Regions from separate parts of the Sus scrofa genome. Here all the other regions are linked to region 1. Evidence: chromatin contacts called from public HiChIP or PLAC-seq and promoter capture Hi-C data. All regions are on one chromosome and are shown on one strand. Each heading gives the region's core, a stretch centred on a gene start, on an enhancer-like site or on the middle of the called end of the contact. The rest is flanking DNA. Distances are from core to core; before and after follow the strand shown.

Region 1 (3,528 bases), core at 387-2,886:
AACTAATTCTTACTGAAGCCTCAAAATGTAAAACAAAGATCAAGACCACTAAATTCTTAAATAGTGATGAAGGTAAAACAGCATCCACATCTTAGATAAAATTATCAGTTACTCTACATTACTATAAACTCATTAGGTGGGGATTTGAAGGCACGTGGAAAATCATCAAAGCTGAAAGCACAGGGCAGGGAGCAGCTACCTGGGACCAGGTGATAATAACTAACTCATCTCCAGCCAGAAGGAAGCTTATCAGGGCCAAGAGACTGCCTACTTTATAGTAAAAGAAATAATGGCAGGATCTGTTGAAATTAATGTGCTATGAAAGATAGGGGAAAATACTCTAGAAAAGGAGTTACAGAGAAGTAGCTAAAATGGAAAAGGGAGATATTTGAAATTATTGCAAACTGTTGAAATTACTGCAAACCAGTGGGTACTATGCATTCAGGATTTTCGAAGATTTCAAACAGCCTATCCTTTTAGCCCCTTAAGCAAGCACGCTCAAACTCGTAAACCAGGTGTCTCCACTTTACAATTAGGAAAATACAGATGTTGCATCTCTGTAACCATGCAAGTGTTAGAGCTATGAACCGCCACAACCACAAGGTGCAGAGCGCAAGTGAAAACAGAGGTTCAAGGAATTCTAACTACCTATGACCAAGTATGCATACTCCCACAGCACATTCCTGGAGCACCCCGGAGGTGTTTGGAGACACAGGAAGAAGGTTCATATTAATCTATCCCGCTCGTGGGACACAGGGCTCCACCTCTGTTAACCAATAGAGACTTCACAAACCAAGTCCGCCCCTCTTTCTGAAGGCCGGGACCACAGCCATGCAAGCACCTGGAAATCGCTGGCAGGAAAAACGTTTTCTAATAATGAAACAAAACAGAACAGAATCCCAAAAGACAAACAAACCCGACTTCTCAAGAGCTTTTCCAACCTGGAGTGAGGAATAGTTGAACGAAGAGGGAGAATATCGGGGCGTTTCAAAGCCCAGTTCCGGCGAGTAAAAGACCTGGAATACAGCAGGTCAACTCAAAGAAGCCGTGCTGCACTAGACGTGATGTGGCTGTCAAGAGCGCCCAGGCCAGCCCTGCCCGCAAGGGGTCCTCAGTGTGGCCTCTGAACCGGTCGGCGGGGCTGGGAAAGCAGCCCTAATCCCGCCGCCGGGAGAGGCCTGAGCGGCCGCTGCGTCCCTAAAAGGCCTGGGTCTCGGCCGACCGCAGACTGGCCAGCAGCTGTCCCAAGTCGGTGGTGAGAGCCCGGCACCAAGCGGGCGCCTTACCTGCAGCAGGTGTAGCTGGGCCACAAGGCGCCGCGGCAAGTGGAGGAAGCAGTCGCGAGCGTTGGTGAAGGCCACCGTCACGGCCGCCCCGCCTCCGCCAGCACCCGCCAGGCGATCGCCGCCCCACATTGTCTGCAGGCACCGACCCCCAGCCGCCCAACCTATCTTTCCCGGGCCAACCCCGCAGGTCGCGGGCGTCGGACCCGGAGACGATCGATCGGCCCCGCCCCCTAAGGCCCCGCGGCGCATCCGGAGCGGGAGGGGCCAGCACGCCTGCGCCTGTTCTCAGGGCCTTTCCGCCGCGCCGCTGGGGGGCGACACGTTCTTCACCAAATCCTCGCTCACAGGAAACGATGGCCGACGGTGTCGATTCTTCAGCCAATCTCGGAACGCCTTAACTCACCCCTCTCTCTTATTGGGTAAACGGTGGGGCAACGGGGCGGATGTTGTCGTTCGCGAGGGATAACACCGGCAAGATGGCGTTGAGCGGCGGGCAGCTAGGAGGCTTATTCGATCACCACGTCCAAAGGGCTGTATGCGACTCGCGGGCCAAGTATCGAGAGGGGCGCCGCCCTCGCGCTGTCAGGGTAAAGTGACTTTGGTTTCAATCGCTATCCCCGGTAGCTTTCTGTGAGTTCCAGCTTCACATGCCCAGCTTACGTAAATAACATCTTGAGAGGCTGCGGTCACATCGATTAACTGAAGAAGAATATGAAAAACGCTGGTACTCAAGTACCAAAGATGCTTGAGTGCTCTTTAGTCTACTGCTAGAACCTCAGCTCCGTGAGAAGAGGGCTGTGTTTCAGTCACTGTATCTTCCGTGTTTACAGTGGTCCTTGTTACATGGTAAACGCTCAGCGAATACTTGTTAACTCGTCCCTGTAACTTCTACCGAGCTAATTTGTGGAAAACACATTGATGGAAGATAATGTTACGTGCTTTAGCTAAAGGCCTTTGCAAGAAGGGTAAACTATTCATTATGTAGAGAGAGGGGCAAGTTTTTAGATTTCCTGTTTTTATGCAAACCAGTCGAAAGGTGTTTTTTTCAACTTTAAAAAAATATAGGATTAGATTTGTCCCAGGCTTCTTTGTGAAATACATTTAATGTGTCTGATTTCTTATAGGTTTACACGATCAATTTGGAATCTCGGTACTTATTAATACAAGGAGTTCCTGCAGTCGGAGCCATGAAGGAATTAGTTGAGCGATTTGCTTTGTATGGTGCAATTGAACAGTATAATGCTCTAGATGAATACCCAGCAGAAGACTTTACAGAAGTTTATCTTATTAAATTTCTCAATTTACAAAGTGCAAGGTAATATGCAAGTTAAACAGTGTCTCATTTTCTCCATTCCCGTTGCCTACATTTGGCCTCCCTCATTCATTTCTGAATTACCCAGTAACTAACATGACCCTGTATTCTTCTAGTCTTTTTAAATGTTAGCCCTACCAAACTCTTTCTATCACGTCATTCCCATGCTTAACAATTTTTTTGTGTGTGTAGTATGGTAGATTAAAAATTGGTTTGGGAGTAAATTTTCAAGTTTCACTGTTTACTAACATCATGACCATGGACAGGTTACTTGACCCCATTAAGACTGTTTTCTTATTCTTTAGACACCAGTATGGTAAAAGGACCTACTTACGGAGGTTGTGTGAGGATGACATGGATCCATGTATAGGGCTTAGCACAGTGCCTTCTATTCAGAAGGCAGTAAACATTAGGTATTGGATCTCTTATTTTATGGACCTGTGTAATTGAATCTCCTTCTATATAACATAAAATTTTCTCCAACAATTAAGTACGAAATGCCCTATCTCTTTTTTCCCTCATTTTAAAAAATGAAAGTGTTGATTTACAACCTTTCAGGTGTACAGCAAAGTGTTTCAGTTATACACACACACACACATATACCTATTTGTGTGTGTATACACACACACATTCCTTTTCAAATTATTTTCCTTTATAAGTTATTGCAGGATATTGAATAGAGTTCCCTGTGCTAACCAGTAGGTCCTTGTTGTTTATCTGTTTTACATATAGTAGTGTGTAGCTGTTAATCCCAAATCCCCAATTTAACCCTCTTCTTCCTTTCTACTTGGGGCCTTGGCTCTTTTTATGTTGACTCCTATTCTTATTGATAGGCTCCAAGACCCATCTTCTCTTGGCTGTTAGAATTCATATTTTCTTTTCTGTGCTACAGATAGCCCTTGTAGTCTTTCTGCCATAAATCACTTGGGT
Region 2 (3,528 bases), core at 431-2,930, 630 kb after region 1:
TGTTTCTTTGACGCTTGCAGGGACTTCTAAATGCTGAAGATTTTCACACAATAAGAACTGTCTGGCCATTAAAATTAGAGCAGGTAAATAATGAACTAAACTAAGCTTGCGCAAAAGACACTGGAATTTCTTGATAGAGTTAGAAATGGCAGTCAGAAAAGCATATAGGTGAACATATGTTTTCAAATGGAATTGCCAAGCACAACGACAGAATTATGCATAGGGTGGTTCTGTTGGAGCAATGGGGGTGGAATTAAGACTATAATACTTCATAGTTGTAAGGTGCTTTAAAATTTATAAATTGTACTTACCTACATCCTCTCACTTATTCTTACAAAACCTAAGTCAAATAATACAACCTCATTTGTAAAAATAAGATTCTGAGCGATCAAATAGAATTTCAGAGTTGTAAATAACCTCTATTTTAGTGTCCCCAAACTACAGTCACTTGCAAACCACTTTTATTATTTTTGCCATATCTGACCACCACCCATACTACTGTTTATCTAATATTTTTCATTAGTTAGGCACACTTTTAGCATTTCTTTAGTTGTCCTAAGACATATTTTTCAAACCACAGGTCTGTGTCTTATTTTTTTCCTAATAAACATTAATGAAAACAGATGCAAAATTTAAAAAATCATTAGTATCACACTTTAGGACCCACTCTTCAACACCATACATGAAACCCTTACTTAAAACATCTGGATAATCAGTCCTGTTTCTGCTTGCACATCTGCAGTAATCTTAGGCAAGTTGCTTAGTTACTCCATACTTTAGTTTCCTCATTTTGAAAATGGGTAAAATAGTACCATACCCAGAAGAAGGATGTGTGGATAAATGAGATACCATATGTAAAACTATTAGAGTTTTTGTCATGTAAGCTCTCAACAAATGTTAGCTATTACTGTTAGCTCTCAGTAGCTTTTTTTCTGGTATTCTCATAATTAGAAAGTTGGTTTTTAAATTGAACTCCAAACGACTCCCCTATTCCTTTCCTCACTTTAAATAAATTGCTGAAAGTTGAAAAGAGGATGCTCAAGTGACATTTATACTGGTTATTATTGTTATATTTTCCATCTTGCCTTTCCTTAGATGACACAGGTGGCAAACTGATAGGTGGGTGTTAAAGCCTGTGGTTTTGGTGTTCTGCAGTGGATGCCAACACTAGGACTGAGGAAGAACAGTCCTAACTCTGGACAGCGGCCTACTGGACAACGTGGACCACACTTTTCCTCAGGCCGGATCCAGCGCTACCTGGGGAGTGCTAAGTTCTCAGGTCACTTCTTGGAGCGTGCTTTCCCTAGCTTCCCCGTCCCTTCGCGTCAGCCTCTCGTCCTCCGACCCCGCCCCTCTAGACCAGGTAGGGTTTCCTCCATTTCACTCCTAGGGGGAATCGCGTCAGTTTGGTTTATAATACCGTCTTCTCAGTGTTTGTTCCTGTCGCTCAATACTTGGTCACCCAGTAGGTTTTCGCCTCGCCGAGGAAGAGCTACCTCAGGCCAAGTACCTCTTTAAAGACCGGCGACCATCGCCGTCACTCAGAGGAACAAGATTTGTTGGTTTAACCTCGGAGTCAGCTGTTTTGCGTGCCGGGAAATGTAGTACCTGGGCCTTCCTCTCACCTCCATTGCAGGTACCGGCGGGGGCCGGAAGACTGCAGTTCCCAGCATGCTCGAGGAAAGGAAGGAGACCCGGAGTTGGCAGCTCCACGTGACCACTCACTATGGCTTCCTTGTGTCGGGGCCAGCTGTATGGTGGTGCTGAGTGATTTGTTAATTCTCTGCGGCAGGGTATACCCTCGCGGTTCCGACATGCAAAAAATCAAATCTCTAATGACCCGACAGGTAAGTCGAAGGGGCTGAAGCAAAGGCCTCTTTCTCCGTTGGGAGAGGAACCGGGATGTTGTGTCCCTGGGCCGCGGCAGGCAGAGACCTAAGTTATAGGTGGTGGCAGGTGGCAGAGGCATTAGAAAGCCTGGGCACACTCTGGAAAGCTCAGACGAGCGGCCGTATTTGGAGCCCTGATCAGGCGGGTCCCGGTGACCCAGAAACATTTCTTTAGACAAGGTCAATGTGGGAGTCAGAGGCTATTTTTGCCTCTCCCCCCCCCGCCCCCGCTTCTCCCTTTTGCCAACTTTACAGTGACAGCCCTGTCTATCCTGCAGAGTTTCTTTTGTCCAGGCTGCCTGTAGGCTGTGAGCAGGTGGCCTGGGTAGGGAAGTGAGGTCTGTGTAATAGAGATGGCTGAAAAGAGTGAAAAAAGAGGATAATTTGAACATAGAATTGGTAGTTTTATGACTTTGAGCAAGTCCCTAAACCTAGTAGCTTTAATTTCCGGATGTGAAAGTGAGAATGATAATTATTTTTGTTCATCTTGTCTCACAGTTTTGTTAGGGGATTCATCAGTAAGTTAGTATATGCGAAATAATACTTTAAAAAAAATCCATGTCATGTTAAAATAATGATCTTTTATTTTTCGCCAGAATCCTAATTCATGAATAAAACCTTTGGCTCTTTTCTATCTCATTTCATAAAAGTTAGAGACTTCCTAATAATGTGTCAGCTTCTTTCATGTAAGAAGTGGCAGAAATGTACTTTTATGTGCTTTTTGATTATGGTTTGACTTTAGATACCTTTATTTCAACTCTTTTTACTACAATTGGCTATTCTTTATTATATTTATATGAGAGAAGTGTAATTTAGAGTTTTAAGTCAATGTGGTTTTGAGAACTTAGGAAAATGTGGAGGATAATCATTTAGTGAAAGGTTCATTTACGAGGTTTTTTTATTGTTGATTAAAAAAAAAGCCTGCAAGCTCCAAATTAAATTCTTATTTCCTAGTTCAGAATTGAGAGATATCCGAATAGGTTACACATTGTAGATCTCTGGTGAAGAATACAAGAATCCTATATGATTATTTTACTTCTGTCAAATTCTACTGTTAATATCATGAAAAAAAATAAAATTAAGAAGTCTGTGAATAATAAAAGATTTAAGTAAGTAGGTAGTAACATTTAGAAGCCCCTCATATTTGTTGAGTATGGGTTCGTACCTGAAGATGGGTTTGGGTCCTGCTCCATCCTGTAGTAGCTGTGTGACTTTGAGCAAGTTACCTAATTTTTTTCAGTATTTATTTTAAAGAAAATAGGAATGATAACATGTAGCTCATGGAGCTTTTATAGTGGTGATATTTATATGATATGATCAAAGTAAAGAGATTAAAAAAAGGGGTTAACACAGTTCCTGGGCCTTGTCAAGGAAGTCTGTGATCATAGAGATGATCTCAGTGGCTGCATTGATAGTGGGAAAGTGGGAAAAATTGGAAGCCAGCTGTTGCAGTAACTCAAACGATAGTTGATTTCCGGCTGAGTTTGGTATCCCTTTGATTTTTAAAATAATACACGCTTATGTATATTGTATCACCAGTACACCTAAACTACCTTTGGAATGCTGAATTTGGACCTCTGTACATCACCTAAGTTTGGTGTTTCCTCTTGCTTGTTGAGCAATTCATTGTGGTCAGTAT
Region 3 (3,528 bases), core at 762-3,261, 550 kb before region 1:
GAATAGTTGCCATCAGGAGATAGCTGTGCACTAGCACCACATGCTTGTCCTCCTAATAGAAGTCAACACACAATTAACTCTCAACATTTATTGAGCACCTATTATGTATAAAACAGACATGTATAACTGGCTAGTCTTAGTGAAGGGAAACACTGCAATAATCTTGTTGCTTTAGAAGGCTCTCAAATATTTTCAGAAATGTTTTTTGAACATTTCAGCACACACTGCAACAAATAGGTTCTACTGAGAAAGCAGTGTCTAGTAACAAACAGAAATACCTTAGATATTGTAGAGCTTCCTCCTCCTGGAGGATCAGAATCTATAAACACAATCCCTCTGTCCAGGCAGTACTTAAATCGTGCATTTTAGAACACTTGGTTCTAGATCCGGTTTTACTCTGATTAGCTTGGTGACAACTAAATAAATCATCTCTTCTTTTATTGTCTCAATTCTTTTATTCTAATAAAATGTTTATTCTCACCCATTTCTCAATTCAGGTTAGGAAAACAGGACAAAATATATTGGGTATTACAAACTGGCGCAATATGTATGCATTGTGGATTCTGAGGACAAAAAGTCTTTTTTAAATCTAAGAATTTCTAAATTATGACTATTTAAAAATAGTCTTCAGTTTGTAGTGGACTTAAGATTTTTAGATCTTTAGTTTTTTTTTTCCTTTTCTTTTTTAAACCTTAGTTTTCACTTAACACCACTTCTATGATTGAACTCCGCTTATTTTAATTCATACCTGCTAGTTTTTCAGTCCAGCCTAATCCAAAACAAAGGAGAAACATGATCAACCTGAGAAATTAAAAAGTGTAGTTCACCCCAGGAATGGATTTGAGGGTAAGATGATGAGAAGGAAAAAGTATTGAGGGAACAGATGAAAATACAGGAAAGAGAGTCATGCTCAATTTATTAAAGTGGCTCAATTCAATCCAACAAGTGTTCATTGGGTGCAAAGCATTACGCTAGTCATTTTAGCAATGCCAAAATTAGCAAGATAGTCTTTGCCCTTAAGAAGTCAGGTATATGAGGTGAATTAAGAAGGGCGCAAGGTTTTAAAATATCACGCAGTATGCATACAGGAATACAAGGAGAGAGGAAACTGACATTAAGGATTTTTTAATATAACACATGTTAACTCATATATATTAACAACCCTTCCAAAACTTCCAGGTAAGCTCAAGGAAGATAGGTAACTTGGTTCAAGATCATCTAAGCTAGAAAGTTTATCCTGGCTTTGTCCTCAACCTAGGTTCCAAAGCCTAGGCTCATTTCAGGACACCATAACTAAGGGCAAGCTCCAAGGAGGAGTGGGAGGGGATTAAGATGAGGCTGGATACTCCCGGTTGCGGTGGAGGGAACAAAGAGATCAGAAAAGCTATTCCAGGCGGCGTGTGAGGTGGGCCTTTAAGGATGAACCCGAGATCGGAGAGGGACTTTCCGCTAAGGAAGCAAGCAATAAGAGCTACTAGCCGTCTTTGCAGCCCTCCGCAATAAGAGCTGCTAGCTGCCTTCCCCGTCCTTCGGGTGGAGGAGTCAATCTAGGTTGAAAAAGTGTCCGGTGGATCCTCTTCCCGATCCACCCTTACCCCCGTCTTTTCCTTTGGGACTTTTCAGCCTTCACCAATTTCGCCATCAGGCACTTGGGTTTTATTTTTTCTTTAGAAATTTGCAAAATCTCAAGGCTTTAAAAACGACCACTGAGTCCTTGGACAGTGGTGGGGGTCCGACTGGGTCCCCTGGCACACTCCCTCTCTCCCAACCCTCTCCGCCACCTGGAGAGTGGCGTTCGGCCCTTGGCGAGGGTGCTCTCCTAGCTAGTTTTTCGGGTGTGGGTGCGAGGATCGGAGGCCGGGCGGGGGTCGCCCTGGCTGCTGAGCACTGGGCCGGCGGGGGCGGGGCGCGCGGGACGGGGCGGGGCCGCGGGAGCACCTGCCCGGCGCCGCGAGGCTTGAGGCGGCTGCGCGGCTTGACGTGCCCCCCGCCCTCCCGCCCGTCCCGCCGTGTGTTTACGTGGAGACGAAGATGGCGGCTGCGGCGGTGACGACGCTGCTCGTGCGGCCGAGTACTGTCAGCCAGTGAGCGAGGAGACTGGTTCCACTCCGGGCGGGGAGGAGCGCCGGCCCGGCCCCGCGAGCGGGGCTGTGGAGCTTGCGGTCCCACCTCCGTCTGAACCGACCTTTCCTTTCTACTCTTGACCCCTTGCGTGTCTTCCCCCAGCCTTCCCCGCAGAAGCTATGGAGGACGAAGAGAGGCAGAAGAAGCTGGAGGCCGGCAAAGCGAGGGTAAGAGAACCGGAGGCCGCCCGGCCTGCGCTGGGAGGCGGTGGCTGGGAAGGGTTCGGAGGGGGCCTGGGAAGTGGAGATATTGCAGCACCGGTGCGCTGCCAGGGAGGGAGGTGCTGCAGGGTCCGCATTTCCCCTCGCCCTCTTCTCTCCCTTTTCCAATTGAAAAAGCTTAGTGCTATACTACCTAGCGGATATTTCCGTGAGGATTGGGTGGTGTGGCTCCTTTCTCATTTGAACGCCCAAATAAAATCCCTCTTTTACCGTATTGCTCTAATCTGGTATTTATTGCTTATAAATTTCCATCCTTTCACTTTTTTTTTTTTTTTTTTTTTTTTTTACTTAGGGACTTTTCTGGGTAGTGGAGGCATTGTGCTCTTCAGGGTGGGGATTTGGGGCTTTTCTTTATTCGGTAAGGGATTTGTACGCTCATCATTAGCTAGGCTTTCTTAGGTGGCACGCTGGCACTCTTGGGTGTGTGATTGGCCTGTGACAGCTGCCTCAGCAGTGGCAAGAGTGTGCCACAAGTGCCAGCTGTGAACTTCGCTTTAGGGGCGTTTTTAGGAGCCTGGCTTTGTATGTTTGTGTTTGGAGGTCTTTGTCATGGCATGCGCTTTGTATTGTGTGGAATAGTAATGCAGTCTGTGAATGGAACTTCAGGGGACGAAGGGTTCCATATTCTAAGCAACACCTATAGAATTCCCGCTTTAAATTGAATTTTACCTCTCTCTATATAATCTTGTTGAGTCCCTGTTTTATGTATGTGTATGAAAAAAAACCTGTAAAGCAAACAACGCAAAATCATACACAGGTATTATTCACTTGGCTTCACAAAAAATTTGGCAAGACAAAATATAACCTAAATAGGATATTTCTTTTAAAAATTACATGTTTGAGTATTTTTTTTTTTTTTTGGCCACTCTAAGGCCCCCTTCCTCCCTGTAATGAAATTACTGTTTATAGATTATAGTCTGTTTTATTAGAGATGATTGTTAGCAGTCATTTTTGGACCACGATTAAATTATAATGTAGTTAACTGTTTCTTCTCTCTTCTTCACCTTTCCCTCCTGCCAAATAAACAAGTTAAGGAGATTGGGGTCTATGATTTCAGTAATCCCTGAAGCACACATTGCAGAGATACAGTAGTAGATGGTTAGCACAGGTTCCTTAAATGAATGTAAGTATATAAACTATCTTGATATTATCTACGGTCAAAGCTTAAGTCCTTATATGTTAT

What was found. Promoter capture Hi-C pulls out the DNA fragments that hold promoters and counts their contacts. HiChIP or PLAC-seq counts read pairs in DNA pulled down with a chosen protein or histone mark.
Region 2: a promoter capture Hi-C map of liver shows a contact between it and region 1, with 2.2 times the contacts expected there. The contact joins the promoter of HEPACAM2 here to the promoter of PEX1 in region 1. A contact is called at or near these places in 2 of 5 promoter capture datasets (fetal liver and liver) and 2 of 47 Hi-C or Micro-C datasets (embryonic fibroblasts and heart right ventricle).
Region 3: a contact with region 1 is called in an H3K27ac HiChIP or PLAC-seq map of skeletal muscle, with 3 times the contacts expected there. The contact joins the promoter of AKAP9 here to the promoter of PEX1 in region 1. A contact is called at or near these places in 1 of 5 promoter capture datasets (fetal liver), 1 of 47 Hi-C or Micro-C datasets (heart right ventricle) and 1 of 2 datasets of contacts at active chromatin or transcription factors (skeletal muscle).

What each region holds. Positions count from the first base shown.
Region 1 is chr9:72,443,082-72,446,609 of Sscrofa11.1, forward strand. It overlaps PEX1 (peroxisome biogenesis factor 1), which reads right to left and starts at 1,637. Exons shown (of 23, transcript XM_021102380.1): 1 at 1,287-1,637. The coding sequence starts at 1,535. It overlaps RBM48 (RNA-binding protein 48), which reads left to right and starts at 1,730. Exons shown (of 5, transcript XM_003130141.5): 1 at 1,730-1,873; 2 at 2,411-2,601. The coding sequence starts at 1,730.
Region 2 is chr9:73,073,192-73,076,719 of Sscrofa11.1, forward strand. It overlaps HEPACAM2 (HEPACAM family member 2), which reads right to left and starts at 1,681. Exons shown (of 10, transcript XM_021102395.1): 1 at 1,626-1,681. It overlaps VPS50 (syndetin), which reads left to right and starts at 1,687. Exons shown (of 28, transcript XM_021102384.1): 1 at 1,687-1,847. The coding sequence starts at 1,755.
Region 3 is chr9:71,893,624-71,897,151 of Sscrofa11.1, forward strand. AKAP9 (A-kinase anchoring protein 9) reads left to right here and starts at 2,012. Exons shown (of 50, transcript NM_001253824.1): 1 at 2,012-2,291. The coding sequence starts at 2,244.